Linked DNA regions of Ovis aries: region 2 is linked to region 1. A link is a contact called in public Hi-C data. All regions are on one chromosome and are shown on one strand. The core of a region is the stretch at or near the end of the contact, and the rest is flanking DNA. Distances in the headings are between cores, read along the strand shown.

Evidence for each region. Hi-C and Micro-C count contacts between places; a contact is called where the count stands out from the background.
Region 2: a Hi-C map of hypothalamus shows a contact between it and region 1, with 7 times the contacts expected there. The contact joins the enhancer-like site here to the promoter of LRRC8C in region 1. A contact is called at or near these places in 7 of 16 Hi-C or Micro-C datasets (hypothalamus, mesenteric adipose tissue, muscle and 3 more).

What each region holds. Positions count from the first base shown.
Region 1 is chr1:67,002,983-67,006,458 of ARS-UI_Ramb_v3.0, forward strand. LRRC8C (leucine rich repeat containing 8 VRAC subunit C) reads left to right here and starts at 1,441. Exons shown (of 3, transcript XM_004002179.6): 1 at 1,441-1,642. LOC105611345 (a long non-coding RNA gene) reads right to left here and starts at 1,226. Exons shown (of 3, transcript XR_009596862.1): 1 at 999-1,226.
Region 2 is chr1:67,127,885-67,131,250 of ARS-UI_Ramb_v3.0, forward strand. No RefSeq gene overlaps it. Among named protein-coding and RNA genes, the nearest start is that of LRRC8D, 54 kb to the right of the region's middle. Within about 2 kb of position 1,862, at least 16 of the 54 cell types and tissues checked have an H3K27ac peak or open chromatin away from gene starts, as enhancers often do. A contact at or near this core is called in hypothalamus, where this site is marked.

The sequences.
Region 1 (3,476 bases), core at 191-2,690:
TAGGAGGAAGGCCCCACTTTAGAATTAAGTGTTGTTCACTGGGTTAATTAAGGCTAGTGTTAGGGTCATCTCCTAAAGACTAAGGGGGTTGAAGGTTTTCTTCTGTGAAAGACACCCAACAACAGTACTGGAATTGGAAAAAGTGTAGGAATTTGCCAGAGGAGCATGGAAAAATCAGTTAAGACTAAGAAATCAACTTTTGACAAATTTTAATTTTGACTTGGAGATAAAAATGGGGTAAAAGGAGAGACGCCTGCTTTCTTAAGGTTTGGGGTGTAAGAACAAACCAACTAGCAAAAAAAAAAGAAGAAGATTAGCTGTCTATGAATTGCTCTGTTGGCATACACCCCTCTTTTCCTGAATGCCAAGACAAAGCAATAGTTTAATTGTTGGTGCTCTGAGAAAAACTCATATTGGTAAGGCATTCCAGAAGATCTTATATTACTTAGCAATCTTGTCTATACATTTTTCCACTGGGGAGATTTTGTGTACAGGTGACTCAGCTTTCAATAAGGCAGAGTTCGCTTTTCATCCTGAAAGTGGGTAGAGAAAGGCGGAGAAGAAAAGCGTGGTTTAGGTCTATTTAAGACCGGGGGTGGGTGGGGAGAAAGAAACCCCCTCCCCCATACTCTTTAAACAACAGGTGGTTTTGACGAGAAAAATCAACTCCATGCACAGTACGAAACTGCAGGCGGAGCATTCGATTTCAGTCCCCCAGAACCTGGCGCCAGGTTGTCAGGATGCGGGAACAAGGAGGTTCCTAGCGGACAGCAAGCTCAGGTGTCAAGGGAACGGCTCCTGGGCTTTATGGTCCAGGAAAACTGGTTTTTGTCTTTGTTCTCTGTCTCTCTCAGTGTGCCCCACCACCCCCTCCCACCCTTCTGCTCATCTGTGAGGGGAGCAGGATAGTGAGGAAGGATTATCTCCATCCTCCCCAGTCTTTCCGAGGAGTGCCCAGAAGGGCTATTTTTAGTGGTAGCGGCTCCCCTCCAACTTACCCCGGGGTGGAGCCGCGACTGCGGCGCGGCCGCCCAGCGCAGGGAAGCCTCGGGTTAGGGATGGGGAAGGTAGCGGCCCCGGTCCATTCCTCAGGCACGGGCCGCCAGGTGGGCGTTCCAGAGGCCGGAGCAGCTCCACCGGCAAGCGGCGGGAGATCTTCCCGGGCGCCCTGAAGGAAGCCCTCGGCGGCCGGCGGCTGTCCCCGGCGGCCGGCCCGGGCGCGGGGTGGTCTCCGCGGGGAGGAAGTTCCCGGGCCCGGCGGCCTGCGTCACAGCGGGGCTGGCACCGCGGAGCCGACGGGCGGGCGGCGCGGCGACCCCGGGGCCGGGCGCTGGGCGGCGCTGGCTGCCGCCGGCCGGGCCGCTCGCGGGGCGGCGCTGGAGGCGGCTCCGTCCGCGGCCGGGGAGGCGGAGGGGAGGAGGGCTGCGGGGCTGGGGCGTTAGCTGCGTCCCGGCTCGGAGCCCGCGAAGAGGACTAGGAGGAAGGCGCCGCCGTGGCCGCGGCCGCAGTGCTTCGGGGCGCGACGAGCCATGAGCAGCCGCCCGGCGGGCGACCCCGCTGCCGCTGGCCGCCGCTGAGCCCAGGCGGGAGACGGCTCGCCGCTCCCCAGCTCCGTTCGCCGCCGGCACCCTCGCGCCCAGAGGTAAGGGCGGGGACCGCCGAGGGATGGGATGGGATGCGATGGAGAGGGACGGCCCGCCGAGGACCGCCGGCTCGGTCCCCTAGGTGTGCTGGAGCCACGACTCGCCCCGCCTCGTTCGCGTCCCTGCCTTCCCCCGGCTCTCGGGCGGGCGGACTGTGGGCTCCTGCCCGGCGTGTGGTCCCTGGAGCCATCCGCCGCCGGAGCCCGGGGACCCGCCAATCCTTACCCCACCCATTCCGCGGCAGCCCAGCGTCGGGGGAGAGACCCCAGCCTGGCGCCAAGCGCAGCGCGGCAGGTTCTGCGGACTTGGGGGGATGGGGCTGGGGGACCGGGAGAAAACGGGGCCACGCAGGGGGAGGTCGTCGTTCTTTTCAACCTTAAACCTCCCTTAGACCTCAGGGTCTTTACCTACTGGTCTGCCCTTCCCTTACCACCCCCGAGCCCCTGAAGTTAGCACTTTGGGGAGAGAGAGGAATTAGGTCTCCGAAGGGAACGAGAGCGCGATGCCTGCTCCCCAGCAGGACCCGAGGGGAGAGAGGGTTTCGCCGGATCTCGCGGGCCCCAGAAACCAGGTGTCTAGGCCGGCGATTGAGACCAAGACCGCTGCTTTCGACACAAACCCAGGCTCGCTGGTCTTTCTCTTTCCAGCTGGTTCTCAGCGACGACACGGCTAGGGATGGAGTTAGCATCTCAGCAACCTTAGGATGTGCTCTGTAGAAGCTAATTCCTTTCTTCTCTCCCTCTGCCAGTTCTTCCCTCCCCCACCCACGGTATACATCGGATTTTAGTCCCTTCAAAACCTTGCTCTCTACCTAGCTTTGGGTGCCACGGACACCTAGCCCACGTCCCAGGACAGATATTTCAAAGGGCTAGGGCCAAACTTCACTTTCGAATTCTTTTTAAGCATTTTAAACTCGCAGCAAACCGGTGAGGAAACACTTTCAAGTCCCTATCCACCTTAAAGTAAAAAATAAGCCCCCATCAAACCGTGTGAGTGCCAGCAGCGATGGGCAGAGGGAGATTTGAATGACTATTTCACGCAGACTTATGGGGGAGGAACAGGTAAAGGAAATGGCAAGGCTTATTTTAGTCACACATTTCTTACAAGCTCTCAATCGTGTAAAAAATGTAGCCTTAACCAACGGTCACATTTCCGGACAGATATATAGTGGTTTCCTAAGGCATCCTGGAGGCTTCTTCATGGACAAGTTATTAAAATGCCATCCAGATGAGAGATGTAGGCAACTGGCCTTAACGCTCTTGGCACAGTAGGGTACCGTCACCTCAGCCGTCAGCTTTATAGTTTTTATTTTTCTTTACATTCTATTTTTAAATGATCTGTGTAAACCCCAAAGGTAAGCCATACTTTACAAAATTTGCTCAGATTCATAAACCTGTGGACACGTGTAACAGATTAAGTGTCTACAGCTCCAATCTGTGATATTTGCCTTCTTGTGACTTGCTTAGATAGGGAAGACCGTGCACCTAACTCAGACTGGCTTTACTTTGGAGTGATCAAATACTCTCTTTAGGTCAGATTGTTTGTTTGCTTTTGAGGGAGAGGTGGGGAGCAGCTTTGCAAGGATGGATGCTTTTCATGGTTCACATAACAGATTTGACCACAGATAAGGCCCACTCACCCACCAGCAGTATCAGAGATAGCAAGCATGTTTAACAACTTTCTTAGTAATAAAATGATCAAAGCCTTTGTTAACAGTACTAATCTCTTATTTCTCAGATGGACTAGGCATTTCAGGAAATGTATTTTGAAAAGTGTAAAAAGTATCTAATTTTTACCAATTTGTTAATGATTCTTAATAGTCTGTACTTAAGT
Region 2 (3,366 bases), core at 612-3,111, 130 kb after region 1:
CGTCTGGGCCACTAGGGAGGCCCTTGCAGTTGCAAGGGAGACACTTATTCCCCAGCTGAACCCTTTTCTTTGAAGCCCGTGTGAGTTGGGCCTGTGGGAAACCCACAGACAGGGCCCCAGCTATTGATGATGGATAAAGGCTTACCTGGGGGTGGGAGGGGTCTGACATCACCTTCTACCACCATTTTTCCCACCCATTTCACATAAATACATACTCAGGTCTAGAAGTTAAGGAGCAGCTCTTTCTCACAACCTAACAAACCTAACCGTGCTTCTGCCTCCACCATTCTTCTTCCAAACCTCCACAGGGAGCAAAAGAAAGAAAGAAAGTGAAGTCGCTCAGTCGTGTCCGACTCTTTGTGACCCCATGGACTATAGCCCACCAGGCTCGTCTGTCCATGGGATTCTTCTCCAGGCAAGAATACTGGAGTGGGTTGCCATTTCCTTCTCCAAGGGATCTTCCCAACCCAAGGATCAAACCCGGGGCTCCTGCACTGCAGGCAGATGCTTTATCCTCTGAGCCACCAGGGAAGCCCCACAGGAAGCAAAAGGAGAGCCTAAAGGCAGAACAACATGACTCAGTGCAGACCCAGGTTGAAGCCAGGGCCCTCTAAGCAACTGGTGAGTAAGAGGGGTGTGACCTTATCTCTGGGAAATGTGGACGGGGGCCAGCCTAACAAACAAAAGAAAAAACCACCCAGGGGAGGGTGAAGTGGGTACCTTGAAAAAGTGAAGCAGCGCTTAGTAAGATCAAAATCAGCCCAAAGAGATGCTGGGCTGGCCAACTCATCTGCACCTAAGGGCAGGAAGGGTCTCCTGCCTGACCAAGGCACCTGGGCTTCTGAGATGGCCTTGTTGCCCAAGGGGACTGTTGAGTGTCCTCCCGGCTCCCTGTACAACCCAGCTCCCTGGGTTTTCCATCCTTTGCTCATTTGCCACTATTGTCTGTCCTCTTTGTCAAAACTGATAGCGGCTAATTAGTGCTGAAGCCCAGACTGGAGTTCACTTCCGTTCATCTCATTATTTGTTTCTCTTTTGGGCTGAAGCCAAGCAAAAAACATTAACATTCCCCCTGCATGGCAGGCGCACACATACACACGCAAGCATGCTCACACGTACCCAATCAGGCATACACATACACTAACACACCTGCACCCACGTGTGTACACACAAGAACTCACCCACACACGTGCACACACATATGTACACATGTCCTCACTTACATAGGGGCTTCCCTGGCGGCTCAGTGGTCAAGAATCTGCCTGCAATGCAGGAGACCTGGATTCTATCCCGGGGTCAGGAAGATCTGGAGGAGGAAATGGCAACCCACTCCAGTATTCTCGCCTGGAAAATCTCATGGATAGAGGAGGCTGGCAGGCTATAGTCCATGGGGTCACAAAAAAGTTGGACACAATTTAGTGACTAAACAACGCTCACTTATATATACACCCTTATACATATGCATCCACACGTGTACACATTCACACACACTTCAAACCTGGGACAGAGAGAGGAATGCAACAACTGCTGGCCCAGCTGAGTGACCATGGAGAGCAGATTCAGAATCTCTGGAGCCTCAGGCCCCTGAGGCCAAGACCAGCTAAGGGCTGCCTCTGGAGTTCTGTAGGCAGCTGTTTCCTCCCCTCCACCTCCTGGTCCCCCACCTGCACTCCCGCCTGCATTCATCGCTACATGTTAGACTCAGTTTCCAGTCACTGTCGATCAAGTGGGAGGCCTTCTAATTTTCCGTGTCAGTGAAGATCGACTGCTCTAAACCCCGGCTCCGCTGAAGCATTCCAGGGCCAGCCTGACTTGGATTTTAAACAGCAGAGAAGCCCTCCCTGGGCGCGAGCAGGCGAGGCGGGGAAGCCCTCTAGTGGCCGTGGCTGACGTGACAATAGCCTTTGAGGGCTCAGGGACTCTGTGCCCAGGTCAGTCAGCTCTCCCAGAAGACTCAGGAAGGAAAAGCACAGTAATAAAACATTTAGAGCCTAACTCCTCCCTCTCCATAGCCCCCGGAGGACCCTGGACACCAAATCCTATCAATTTGCTCTCTCAACAACTCTCCTGTTGCCCCAGCCTAGCTCTGGCCTCATCACCCGTGCTGAGTTATGCTGCCCTGGTCTCTTTCCTGCTTCTCTGCCGCCATCTCTTGTGTCTAATCCTTTCCGCACCTTGTTGCCTAATTTGTCTTCCATTCATTCATTCTTGCCTTCCTTGTTCTTTTTTTAAGAGTCTTCCTTGCTTCCCCATTACCTAAAGTGCCGATTCTCAAAAGGGAGATGCCCTTCCAGAGAGGCATCTCAGTGTCTCAGGACAAGTGAGCAGCATGCCCACATAGATGCTGACGGTATGGATGCTTTTCCCTCAAACCATGCTCATATTGAACCCCTCTTACTGAAAGGAAATTCCTCAAACCTAGAAAAGTGGTGAAAAGATGTAGAATCACAAGTTTTCTGGGTAAAAAATTCAAATATCTCGGCCCTCCAAAATCTGACCTCAGATTGCCTAACATTAATGCTACAGTGTAATGTCTAAGTTAGGGCTAGAATTAGATTATCTGGGTTGGAGTCCCAGGTCTGAAGCTTATCAGTTTTGTAATTGTGTAGAAGTTTCTAAATTGTTAGTTTCTTTACTGTTAAGAAACTAAGATATTTAATGAGCTGGCCCATGGATCAGATTTAGCTCAGTGCTGGGCACATAGTTCAGTTCAGTTCAGTCACTCAGTCAAGTATGACTGTTTGTGATCCTGTGGAGTGCAGCATGCCAGGCTTCCCTGTCCATCACCAACTCCTGGAGCTTGCTCAAACTTATGTCCATAGAGTCAGTGATGCCATCCAACCATCTCATACTCTGTCATCCCCTTCTCGTCCTGCCTTCAACCTTTCCCAGCATCAGGATCTTTTCCAATGAGTCAGTTCTTCCCATCAGGTGGCGAAAGTATTGAAGTTTCAGCTTCAATATCAGTCCTATCAATGAATATTTAGGACTGATTTCCTTTAGGATTGACTGGTTTGATCTCCTTGCAGTCCAAGGGACTCTCAAAAGTCTTCTCCAACACCACAGTTCAAAAGCATTAATTCTTTGGTGCTCAGCTTTCTTTATAGTCTAGCTCTCACATCCATACATGACTACTGGAAAAATCATAGCTTTGACTAGATGGACCTTTGTTGGCAAAGTAATGTCTCTGCTTTTTAATACGCTATCTAGGTTGGTCATAGCTTTTCTTCCAAAGAGTAAGCATCTTTTAATTTCATGGCTGCCCTCACCATCTGCAGTGATTTGGGAACCCAAGAAAATGAAGTCTCTCACTGTTTCCATTGTTTCCCCATCGATTTGCTATGAAATGATGGAACTGGATGCCAT